2 separate regions of the Muntiacus reevesi genome follow, and region 2 is linked to region 1. The links are chromatin contacts, called in public Hi-C maps. All regions are on one chromosome and are shown on one strand. The core of a region is the stretch at or near the end of the contact, and the rest is flanking DNA. Distances in the headings are between cores, read along the strand shown.

The links. Hi-C and Micro-C count contacts between places; a contact is called where the count stands out from the background.
Region 2: a contact with region 1 is called in a Hi-C map of blood, with 2.5 times the contacts expected there. The contact joins the promoter of PTRHD1 here to the promoter of NCOA1 in region 1. A contact is called at or near these places in 2 of 3 Hi-C or Micro-C datasets (blood and muscle).

Annotation. Positions count from the first base shown.
Region 1 is chr3:30,675,464-30,681,563 of mMunRee1.1, reverse strand. NCOA1 (nuclear receptor coactivator 1) reads right to left here and starts at 3,731. Exons shown (of 23, transcript XM_065928672.1): 1 at 3,714-3,731.
Region 2 is chr3:30,893,059-30,899,158 of mMunRee1.1, reverse strand. It overlaps PTRHD1 (peptidyl-tRNA hydrolase domain containing 1), which reads left to right and starts at 2,264. Exons shown (of 3, transcript XM_065928682.1): 1 at 2,264-2,589; 2 at 5,279-5,410; 3 at 5,964-6,100. The coding sequence starts at 2,338. The coding sequence ends at 5,972. CENPO (centromere protein O) reads right to left here and starts at 2,283. Exons shown (of 8, transcript XM_065928680.1): 1 at 2,158-2,283; 2 at 1,779-1,888; 3 at 366-523. The coding sequence starts at 1,824.

The sequences.
Region 1 (6,100 bases), core at 2,482-4,981:
TTTCACCTCTGTACTGGCACCCAGTGTTACTGATCTGGCCTGTGCTTTCCTCATGTGCAGGTCCAGTACTTAACAATAAAGCCCAACTTCCCCACCCTCCACACTGAAACATATCCATGGGGAGAGACTGCTGTTTAGTCACTGAGTCGTGTCTGACTCTTTACGATCCCATGAACTGTAGTCCTCCAGGTTCCTCTGTCCATGGGGTTTCCCAAGGCAGGAATACTGGAGTGGGTTGCCATTTCCTTCTCTGCGGGATCTTCCCAACCCAGGGATTGAACCGGTGTCTCCTGCATTGCAGGCAGATTCTTTACCATTCAGAGCCACCTGGAAAGACTGGAGAGATTAGATCAACTATATCTAAGATGAGGGTGACTAGACTGATTAATCTGAAGTCTTCTACAACTCCAGTGATTGCAGCTTCACCTTCTAAGTATGACAACTATACTAAGCTTTTCTAAAAGTCTGTCATTTCAAGGAGCCTCAGCAGTACTGTGTTGCAGATGGGGAATTGGAGGAGGACACACAGATAGAACAACCCACTCTACTTGCATTTCAAGAACTGGACTTAAATGTTGGAATCAGTGTTTTGCAATAATTCTTCTTTTTCAACCAAGTATCTTGCAGAAATAAAAAATAATCATTGGTACGTTAATCCAAATATGGTGCACCCACAAAACATCACCTAGAATGGAAAAAAATCTGCACCTCTTCCTTAAACTAAGCAACCAAGAATGGCACACAGTTGCTATTAGGCTATTTTATGACCTCTGACCCCGTATGTTGAGAGGCACAAAATCTGACTAAAACAGAAAAGAGAGAAAGGAAGGTTTGAATTGACTAGACCTCATCTCCGATGTTAAGAAAAAAGGTCAGAGACCACATAGTCCATCCTTAGTGACCAATAGCCAAGAGCTAAGCTACTGGTTAACCTGGGAGAAAAGCACTAAAGAAGTCCTTTCCTAGTCTGTCCAACTTTTAGGAAAGCTATATGAGGTGGGAAGAAATCTGTATGGTTCTGCAGCCCAAACTAAATACAGTGCTCTGGCTATTCAACTGCTGAAACACATGTACTTCACCCAGTCCCACACTCTTTTGCACCGATACTTGGAGGTAATGTAAAAAGGAGTCCACCACATGTTTTCAGACCTCTGCAAGAAAAGCAGTTGATGGCCCCCTAAGAAACCCTAGTTATCATACATAGAAAGTGAAAATCACAGCCAAGGGAATAATGAGCACCTTGGGATTTCCTCTACCCCATGACTTAGAAGATTCTATTCAGTGGTGTGTGCCTGTGTTGACCTCCCATACTTGCCCTAAAATGAAAGCTATTGTAGGCCATATGGTTTAAGACCAACCAACCCCAAAAGATATGTAACATATTCAAACAATGTGGAGTCCCTGGGGGATAGGGCAATAAAGACAAGTTAAAGTGAGGAATGAAGGTAATATCTAGGAGAAGGTATGTGAAATTGATGACAACAGAGATGTTCTTTAAAAAGAATTATAAATCATACTGTGATATATAGTCCAAAAGAGAAAAGATTTTCAAAGAATGTCCAGTATCCTTTCTTTCCCTCTCCAGCTTTCAGCACCTCTACACCATCCTCATCACTTACTCAACATTTAGTCCTGATAAAGACTGATCAGTGGATTAGCAGGATCAAGAGTACATGAAGAGGACATTCCATCCTGGGAACATCTTTAAATTATTTAATCGTGTTTACCACCCTTTCCTACAGAGTAAAAGCATGAAAATTTGTGACTGCTTTCACAATATGTACCAGTCAGCACCAGAGCAACCCAATCCTCTGCCCACCAAAAGATTAACACATACAAAGAAAACAGGAAATTCAACAAAAATTAAAGTTTGACCCTAGACTCCCTCAACAGTTACACTGTCTTAAATATTGGCAGTATCTTTGTACCACACCCACTTCATGCTACCCTTACAGCTTCCTGGCATAAGCAAGTTCTTGGGATTATACAAACTGCTGCTTCTGTTTCCAGCCCAGATTTCTAGAAATGAAACCCTGGAATTGAAGGAGAAAGAAAAACAAATGTTGGCAGAAAGAGGGAGGAAAATGCATTGTCTATATAATCCCAGTTTAAATGGAACAATCACCATTAGTCCCATCAAGCACTTTTTTTCAATAAAACCACTTACCCAAAAATGCAGATCTAAAATACTCCCTTGGTTTAAACCACACAAAAAGCAATTTAAAAGATACAATCTTACAGATTTTCTCAGAAAGAAATGAATAAAAGATTAACTATAAACTATATAAAATTTCAAATTTTGCACCTTAAAAACCAAACTTCATCGTGAGTTAACTAAATGAAATAAATCATCAGTGCAAAACGTCTACAAAAATCAAATGGAACGCCTGTTCTTATAAGCAGCACCCCTGCTTTTTCTCTCCAAACCATATATTCCCTATTCAGGCCTCCTTTTTGATCCATTGTTTCCAAAGCATAAATTCTGAATAAAAAATAAAGGGAAACCATTTCCAAACCTAGTTCACAAAACCAAATTAGACCCACAAAGTACAGGAGATATAAAAAAAACATTTGCAGTTGCATGTAGTTTACAACAAATAGTTCAAGGAATGCCCATTTATTAAGCTAAATCAAATCCCACTGCTACCTTTAACCCAAAACTATTTCTAGTTCAGGAGCCAAAAGACCCAAGCAAATACTTTCTTTTCACATTATTCTCAACATGAAGAAATCTGACCCCCTTCCTACTACATCACAGCTTCTGTGAAACAAGCTGAGAGGCCCCTTTGGCCAACTTTTTTTTTTTTTTTTGAGACTAACCTTCAACCAATTCCAGAATTGAAGACAAACCTCAAATTTAACCCCTGAAATCCATCCGTTCAGCTGTAGAGTATAATCTAGGCTGCACCGCAGCAATGTTTTACACAGACACTTGAAGATTTCTTAATCACTGAAAGTGTAAGCCTCAGCCCTCACAAATCATCGCCACAGAGATTACTCTTGGCATCAACGGAGGGTGCCGGGACTGCAATTCACTCAAGAACCCTTCATTCACCACCATCATACTCGACATTAAAAATTCACCATCTCAAAAGAAAAAAGAAAAAAATTTAAAAGTCACCTTCTCCACAAGGACACCTGCCTCTTCAACGTCTACAGTGAACGAAGAGAGTCAAGTCTGAAAAGCTAAAAGATCCTCCAGCTTAAAGTTTTCCTCGCCACCAAACTCTGCAGCCACAGCAGCACGGACTGTCCTTGTCACACACACAGGCTTTATTGTCAAACCCTCCGTCTCCCTCTAACACCGTCAACTGAGGCAGTGTCTACAGTCCACGGGAGTGACTGCTTTAAAAACAAACAAACCAAAAAAACATAGCTGGGTAGTAAGAGCGGGGACCCTGGTGTCCGGTTTCTCCCATTACTCTTCCAAGCGACTGGAGAAAGGTTCGAGTTCGGTCGAGCTAACCATTAAACCATCCCACCCCTCAGTCGTCCAGCCGACGTGTTTGCCACCACCCCCCCCCCCCCGCCCCACTCCCCACTTTCTACGTCCTTTCAGCGGAATCCGACGATGGGGACCAAACCCTAGACACAACAGAAAAAAAGAATCTCTTATCCATCCCATTTCTGCCTTCGAAATCCCTCTGTCTGGAGACGGGGAAAGCAAGTTCGCGGGGGGTAAAACAGAAGCGCCGTCGAAGGCTGAGGCTTACGGGAAGGCTCGCCACGGTCATCCCCATTTCGCAGTCCCGGCAAGCGAAGACTCGGAGAGGTTACCCGGCTTGCCAAGGTCACCGCGCTCGCCCGGGCCGAGGGGCGCCCGCGCCGACTTCCGGCTCCCCCTCTCGGCGGCGGCGGCGGCGGCGGGGAGCGCCCGCGGGCTCGGGGCGCCGCTCCCCACGCCGGGCCGGCCGCCGCGAACCTCGCGCACCCTCCGCGGATGCTCGCCCGGTCCGCGCTAACTAGGGCAACTGGGAAACCCGGACAAGCCAAAGTCGCTGCTGCAGCAGTTTCCCTCCGCGGCGCAGCCCCCAGCTGGTGCCCGTGACAGCTGCGACCTCCGCCCCCTCCAGCCGCGCGAGGCCGAGGGAGAACTCGGGGAAAGTGGGAGGGGGGACGAGCGGAGAGAAAGGAGAGCGGGGGGCGGAGGGGGCGCCAGCTGCTCCCGCCCCCTAGGGCCTCGGCGGCCGCGCGGCTCGTGACAGCTGCACCCACCGGGAGGCTCGGCGCCCGCCGCCCGCCACTCACCTGCCGCCGCCGCCGCCGCCTCTGGGCCGCGCTGACGGGCTCCGCGCTCGCCCGCGACCGTGGCGGCGTCGCCGCGGCCTCTGCCGCTGCTCGGGCCGGGAGCCCGCCGCCGCCGCCGCCGCCGCGGCTCTCCGGCCCCCTCCTCCGGAGCCAGGGGGTCCCCCCTCAGGGGGGATGCAAGAACGGACCCGACACAGGCTCCGCTGGACGGAGCAACAGGGAACAGGGCGGCCGAGGCGCTGGAGGCCGCGGTCCGGCCGTCTAAGGAGAAGGCTTCGAGAATCGCGTCAGACTCCCGCTCTCCTGGCCTGAAGAACAGGCATTTCAGCCGCTCTCCGCGGCCGCCATGTTCTCCTCCTCCTCCTCCACCACCTCCTCCTCCTCCTCGGCTGCCGCCGCCGCCGCCGCCGCCGCCACCGCCCCCCGCTCGCGGCCCCGCCCCCTTCGCGCCCCGCCCCGCCCCGCCCCGCCGGCTCCCGGCCGCCCCGCCCCGCCCCGCCGCCCGCCGCCCCGCCCGGCGCGCTGCCCCTGAACCCTCAACCCGGCCCAGCCGCCGCGACCCGGTGCCCGCGAGCTCCGACGGCGCGCACGGGACAGCCAGTTGCCCCGCCCGCGGGGCGGCCGACCGAGGAGCCGCCCCGCGCCCCCTGCTGGCCGCAGGCCCGAGGGAGGGCTGCCGCGGTCCCGTTCCGGCCCGCGTCCTAACGAAGTGTGGGAAAGGAGGCCCTAACTCTTCCCCCTCCCCTCGGGGCGTTCCTCTGACGCTGCCGGGAAGCCGCCTCGAACCCCAGGGCGCTTTTAGCTAGGCCGCCCGGCCTGCAGCCTCCCGCTGGCCCAGTCCCGCCGGGAAGGTGGGGCGCGCGATAGACCCGGGAGGAGTCGGGTCTGGCCTGTCCCTCCGCTGATTTCTTGTATTACTTCGAGCGAGGCACCTCCGAGGGCCTCGTTTTTTATTCCGAAAAAATGGGAGTTGGTTGCCTGGATGATTTCACAGGCTATTAGATAAGGGAAAAGAAAGATCTGCCCCCTTCGTTTTACAGATGGAAAAAAAAAATGTGACTGGCGCGTCTGGCTGTGCAATTCCTTGAATTACCCAAAATGTCTGTCATTGACAGACCTTTCCCCGCAAACGAGGTATACACATTTCTTCTTTTCGACTCGCTTTTTAAAATTTTTCTAATAGAAGTGCTACTTCCCAAAGTAGAGTGCTCCTTGTCACTGGAGGAATCAAACAGCGGCTGAACAGGCTTTATGAGCCGTGATCGCCTTATCACGTGAAAGCACCCCTCACTTCCAGAGGCTGGCAATGTAATACCTATCTCTGTCCTCGGGTTGTCCCTAGGATGAATGAGTCGCTGGCTGCGGAGGTGCTTTATAAAGCAGCTATCCTTTCCTGCACTCCTCTTTCCAGGTAGCTGTCGGCACCTCCCTCAATCCAGTCCTGCTGTTGCTGTTTTCTGCTGTTTCTCCCTCAGTGTTTTCTACCCTAAAGCAACCTCTAGAAATCCTTAAGACCTTCACACCCCTTCTCCTAACTGAAATCTGAGTTTGCATTGAAAACACCAACCTCCTCGACACCTCTCTGAGTTAGTGAGCCGTTCCTTCCAGAAGCAGGTACTCCATCCTGCGATCATTCACTGCCGTGCCCTCGTTCGGATCCTGCTCGTAAAGGAACCTTTAGCCGACACCCCACATTCATCTTAGACTCATTTCATTCTTATTCCTGGAGCTCTAGGTGCATTTCTTTAGTTCTTGCCCTCACCGGTTTTACAGAACATCTCGCCTCCTGCAGTGTCCGCAATAATCGCTGAAAATACCAGAGCTGTATGTATCTCTTATTCGCCAGGTTAAT
Region 2 (6,100 bases), core at 1,015-3,514, 220 kb before region 1:
AAAGTTTACTGTGAAGTTTCAAGTTGGGTGAAAGATGATTCTAGAAAGATGGTATTAATGACAAAAGTACTAATGACTCAAGTCTGGCTGAAACTGAGGTAAGAGGCTCATGTCCAGAGAGCAGGTTAAGACAGCAGGTTAAGAGACTATTATGAATTCACCTGGCCCATCAGTAAGGCCTGCCAACTGTTAGATGATATTGATATCAGCTGACTCTATAGGTGTGAACACTTGAGGAATCAAGGGCTGAAACTGCTCCAGTTAAGACCACAGGTAAAACATATTATTCAGATTTGCTTATCCCAGATCATGTTAGGTTTTTACACTCCAGGAAAGCCTGCCAGTATCGATCACACTTTACTCACTCTGGCTTGACGCTCTTTCACTTCAACCCTCAGGTTATCTCGCAGACGTTCCAGTTCATGAATCCTGGCTTCAAGAGCCTGTGCATCCTGTGGCTCTTCCAAGTTTTTATGGGATTTGCTCACTTGAGTCTCCAGTCTTTCCAAGTGTGCTAAAACACCTGAGGGAAGTAAAAAGGAACTTTCAAACAAAGCTAAGGATTTCTAACTCCAGGAACAGGAAGCACTTCAGGGAAGAACAGATGGTGACCCTTTCCCCAGAACTTTGTGGTCGGTTAAATTGTAGACAACAATTGCCAACAATTTATAAGACAAGAGGAGCTGACAACAGAAGTCAATGGTAAAAAAAAAAAAAAAAGAAATCAATGGTCAGCAACCTCTTAGGGCAGAACACTGACATACACGTGGTTCCTTACTAGGCCACCCTTCAAAAAGGGAATCATCTAAATATAGCTAATCTCAGTTATCTGTGATAATAGTGACCCAGAGGAAAACAGGGTCAGAAAAAGTGTTTTTTTTAATTGAGTTTTATACACGTTTTCCCAAAGTGGTAATGCATAACTATTTGGATTTAGACATCCATAGACTTGAGTGAGTATTCTGAAGCCCTGAAAAGTATCAGGAGCATAGAACTATAAAGGTACACACTCAGAGGAACTGTCCACCAATATTACTGGTTATTAGACAGGAAAACAAGCTCACCAATGGATAGAAACTCGGGCAATCTCAGTTTCCAAGAGACTAAAGATCAATATAGTTGAGGTCCTAGTTTTAAAATGCTAATCAACTCTAGCAATGAAGCATCTGCGAACATTTCCTACATATTAAGACACTTGCACTAGATCCTTTACTTGCAAAGCATAAGAATTAAAGCATTTATATCTCCTATACATTATGCATCTGCTAAATGCTTCAATGAAAAAGCATTAAAACAATTACTTATCTAAGTTCCACAACCACCATCACAGTGCTATTATTTTCTCCATTTTTCAGATGAAGCAATCAAGGCAGAGAAAGGTAAAATAACTTGCCCAAGGCCACAATATTTATAATGACACAGCCAGACTCAAACGCAGGTCTAACCAACACCGGTCACTGCCTGGCATGGCCCCTTCCACCGGAGTAATGCGGGAAATGGACCCCCAAATGTTCTGAGAAGAAAAGAAGGCTCAGTGGCTAGAATTGCAACTCTGAATACAAAAACATTTAGCATACTACTGCATGCAACCTACTGGTCGACAAAGGGAAAAGAGCTTAGGAATAAATAAAAGTCATTTTTCTTGCTCCAATGATCTCAGCTGCTCTTCCGTGTTAGTTTCGTTCACCATCCTGCTCCCAAACTTCGGGTTAGAGGAGAAACGGGCTTTCAGCCTGAGAATTATTTTGAGGAGTAGTTAAATGTGAACCTTTGAATACCTCCGCGAGACTCGCCGTCTTGTTTTAAAGTATTTGCCAGCTCCATCTCCTCCTCAGATTTTCAAAGGCCTTCCTAGAGAAGTTGTCCAGGCACCAGTAACTGAGTTATCCTTGTGGGCAAAAGAAAATGGCAGGAATGTACTCACACTCACGACAAACCCACAGGGCCGGCCCACAAAACGCAGACACGCACCCCTGAGCCCCGACACCCCAAGGGTGTTCGCTAGGACGCCCCTTCCCTGACCCGCCCGGCCCATCCCCGGTCCGAGTCGGTGTCTACCTCCCGGTCCTTGCGCGCTACCGCGGCGCCACGCCTCTGGATCCCCTCTCTGGGTGTCCTCGCACACGGAAGGGACTGTTAAGAGGCCGCTCAACCTACCACCCTGATCAGAGTCCGGTCCGCCACTGGGTCTGTCTTTCCCTTTACCGCCTCTCCCAGCCAGGGTCAAGAATTCCCGCCATCCTCGGCTTCAAAAACCAAGCCAAGCGGTCCCAGCGTGCTTTGCGCTCCTGCCGTACAAAAACATGGCAGCGCTCAGGGCCCCTCCCTGATCCCAGCATGCACCGCGGGGTAGGCCCGGCCTTTCAGTTGAACAGGAAGATGGCGGCCTCTGGCGGAGAGCCGCAGATCCTGGTACAGTACTTGGTGTTACGAAAGGATCTATCACAGGCTCCGTTCTCCTGGCCAGCGGGCGCAGTGGTCGCACAGGCCTGTCACGCAGCCACCGCGGCCTTGCACCTTCACCGCGACCACCCGCACACAGCCGCTTACCTCCGGGAGCTAGAGCGCATGCGCAAGGTGGTCCTTGAGGTGAGGCACTAGGCAGAGGGGTGGGACCTTGAGGACGTTGGGCCGGAAGTGGGTGTAGTTTTGAGTCCCGGAGCCTAACATCACGGAGTGGAGTGGTTGTGGCATGTGGGGCGGGGGTGGGCGCCTAACATCATGCAGTGGGTGTGGCGTGTGTGTGTGTGGGTGTGTGGGTGTGTGGTTGGGGTGGGGGGATGGCGTTTAACTTACAAGTTTTCGAAACGGTTCTGGGGCTTGAGCTACTGCCCGGCGAGCCTTACCTAGACGGGGCGGGGCCTGACGGTGTGAAGAGTGGACGCCCGGCCGGTTATAAATGCGTCCCTCTTAAATAGATGCCTGTGATGGCGGAGGGCTTTCTACCCGCCTTTCTACCTGAGCGCTGGGCTGGCCCTTTTAATGGCTGTGCTCAAAAGTACAGTCTTTATCCCTCTCCGAAAAACCGATCCAGAATCATAGGGACTCAGGGTTCCTTACTATAAGTGAAATCAAACTGAAGCATTTACCTGGGTCTGACCCCAAAATTTGAAAATAAACGTGAACCCTAGTGTGATTTGAACCTAGCATCAGAGGTAAGGTTCTTTTTACAGATGGCCAAACAGATCTTACCCTTACCTTCTGTCAGTTCTGCCTTTAGAAATGTATCTTAAGAAAATAACAAGATGCATCTAAAGAGCATTGCACAAAGATACTCATAGGAGCGTTTTATAATAGTAAAAAATGTGGAAATCATTAAATTTCCAATACGATGAGTTGGCTAAACTTCGACCCTGATAATGGATTATTATGAAACTAGCCTAAGTCGTGTTTTTGAAATACATTTAGCTGGCGTGGAAGAGTGCTCATGACGTGGTGCTCGTTGAACTATAGTCTACATACAAAATGATCCAGATTATGATAGGAAAAACTAAATACATCCAACTATTAAATAGTGGAATTTTGTTTTTTTAATAATGCTTCTCTCTCTTTTTACTTTTCTACATTAAGCATATATTTTATAATGAAAAAAATGATTGCTTTCATTTGAAAGCAGCTTTCTTCTCATAAAATTTATCTTAATAACTGAGGTGGAGGGTTGGGGTAATTCCTTCTTGGCTAGCTGGCAAAAGCATTATTTTTTCAAGAGAAAACTTGCTGTTGAGTGTTGAAACATCAAATAGTAACCTGCAGGGAGAAGTCCTGAGAATCTGTAAGGCAGAAAAGAAACATAGCTTTTCCTTTGGATTCTTTTTATAGGACTTTTATAGGAAGACTTCAAGAAATCATGTGGTTCGGACATCTCCCTCTCTCTTGCTCAAAAGTAGCAGATAAAAATATTTACCCCTTTTCTCAGATGAGACATCTGAAGCTCAGAGATTAAGTGACTCCTTAGCTGTGACTCAAGAAAGGGACTTAGGAGTCACCACTGATTAAATAAAGGTGCTCCCGTAACCACAAAGACCAGTAAGATATAAGACAATAAACTCCAGTTACTGAGTGCTTACTGTGTGCCAGACACAGATCTGAGCCTAATTTCACTGAATCTCATTACTTCTAGGAAGCATTATCATCCCATTTTACAGGGGGGAAACAAAGGCTCAGTTAAGCCATACAACTTATCAGAGATCACACAACCAGTAAGTGATGCAAAGTTAAAGTGTTCGTCACTCAGTTGTGTCCAGCTCTTTGTGACCCCATGGACTGTAGCCCCCAGGTTCCTCAGTCCATGGAATTCTCTGGGCAAGAATACTGGATTGGGTAGCCATTCCCTTTTCCAGGGGATCTTCTCAACCCAGGGATCAAACCCAGGTATCCTGCATTGCAGGCAGATTCTTTACCATCTGAGCCACCAGGGAAGCCCAGTAAGTGGTATAGCAAGGGTTTGAACTCACTCTAGCTTTACTGTGCTGCTCCTGTTGCTGAAGAAGGAAGGAAGGGAAGTCAATGCATTCTTCTTCAGTATGCCCAAAGGACTCAATAGATGAAGAGTAGCAATCCTCTAATTATCTTAGTGACTTCTGCCTTTCTAGGCAATTTATATATATATATATATACACACACACACACACACACAAACACACACACACACATATGTATACCTTATGCAACTTAACACACTAGTGATCTTTATTTTCTGAGTGATAGCTTTACTATTTCCTATAATGGGATTCAGCATGGGTGATAAAGATGATGAGAAACAATTTCAGAAGGACAGTGGAGAATCATTTGCCCACCATTGAGTTAACAAGGGAGAACTATCCCAGCAGTAAGAAAATCCTTCTTGGTTTGTGTGGACTAGGGTGGAAGTAGGAGGGAGGTGGAAGTGATGTGATTTTAGAAAGCCTTTCAGTAGTCAACTCTTCATGTCAGAGCTGGCCGTGGGATTAGTGATGGCTGTTTAGGCACCAGAACTAGGAAATGCATAGAGCATAATTACTGACAGCACATTCCCTCAGCATCTCAGGAGGGGAGAGAAAAAACTCCATTTTATACACAGGAATATGAAACCTCACCCCACTCCCACCCCTTCAGAGAGTGAATGGCAAATGGAGCGATGAAGCTGTTGCTTCTGGAGACATTCTCTACAGCGCCTTCTTTGGTAGAGCTGTTCCTGCACTTTCAGTTAAGAGGAGTCCCCCTTCATACTTTTTTTTTTTGCTTTTGCTTTTTGTCATTTCCTAAGTGGGCTTTTCAGTCTGTGTTCTGCTCCTTTTAGGCCCCAGATGAGACCACCTTAAAGTTGCTGGCAGAGACGCTGCAACAGAAGAACATTGACCACAAACTGTGGATGGAGCAGCCAGAGAACATCCCCACTTGCATCGCACTCCGTCCCTACCCCAAGGAAGAAGTGAGCCAGTATTTGAAGAAATTCCGATTGTTCAAATGACTGACATTGTCCATTGCTTTGTGTGTTTGAGTATCAGCTGTATCCAGAAACTGCATGCCGTCCATCCCTAAGCACCGTGTACTCCTTTCAATGACGACTCCCTCTTCCTTTTAAATTATGGTAGTTTTTTTTTTCTTGGCCATGCCGCATGGCTTGTGGGATCTTAGTTACCCAACCAGGGATTGAACCCACACTCTTGACAGTGCAGAATTCTAACCACTGGACTGCCAGGGAATCCCCAAATTATGACAGTTTCTTGAAGGTCAAACACATGTTCATATTAAAGTTGTCATTAATAAGTATTTCCTCTTACTTTTAATTAATAAGTTTAGATGGGGAAGGTAGGTGAGTAGCATTATCATCTATGGGTCTTTGCTCAAATAGAAGATTTGGTTAGACTTCTATATAGGGTCAAGGAAATGCCCTTACTTTTTTGTTAGAATTAATATAGTTCTTTCAGTCACCCAGGTTTAAAACTTAGCCTTTAAAGTCCTTGTCTCTTATTCATTTTCAGGTCTCATAATCATTGAATCTAGGACACCATCAGATTTAAGATACACAGTGATTTTTACCTGTTGTTAAGAAAGAAGAAATGCTCCAGTCGAGACATACAATTAACTGAAAGATATATTCCAACTTCAAAGATATAAA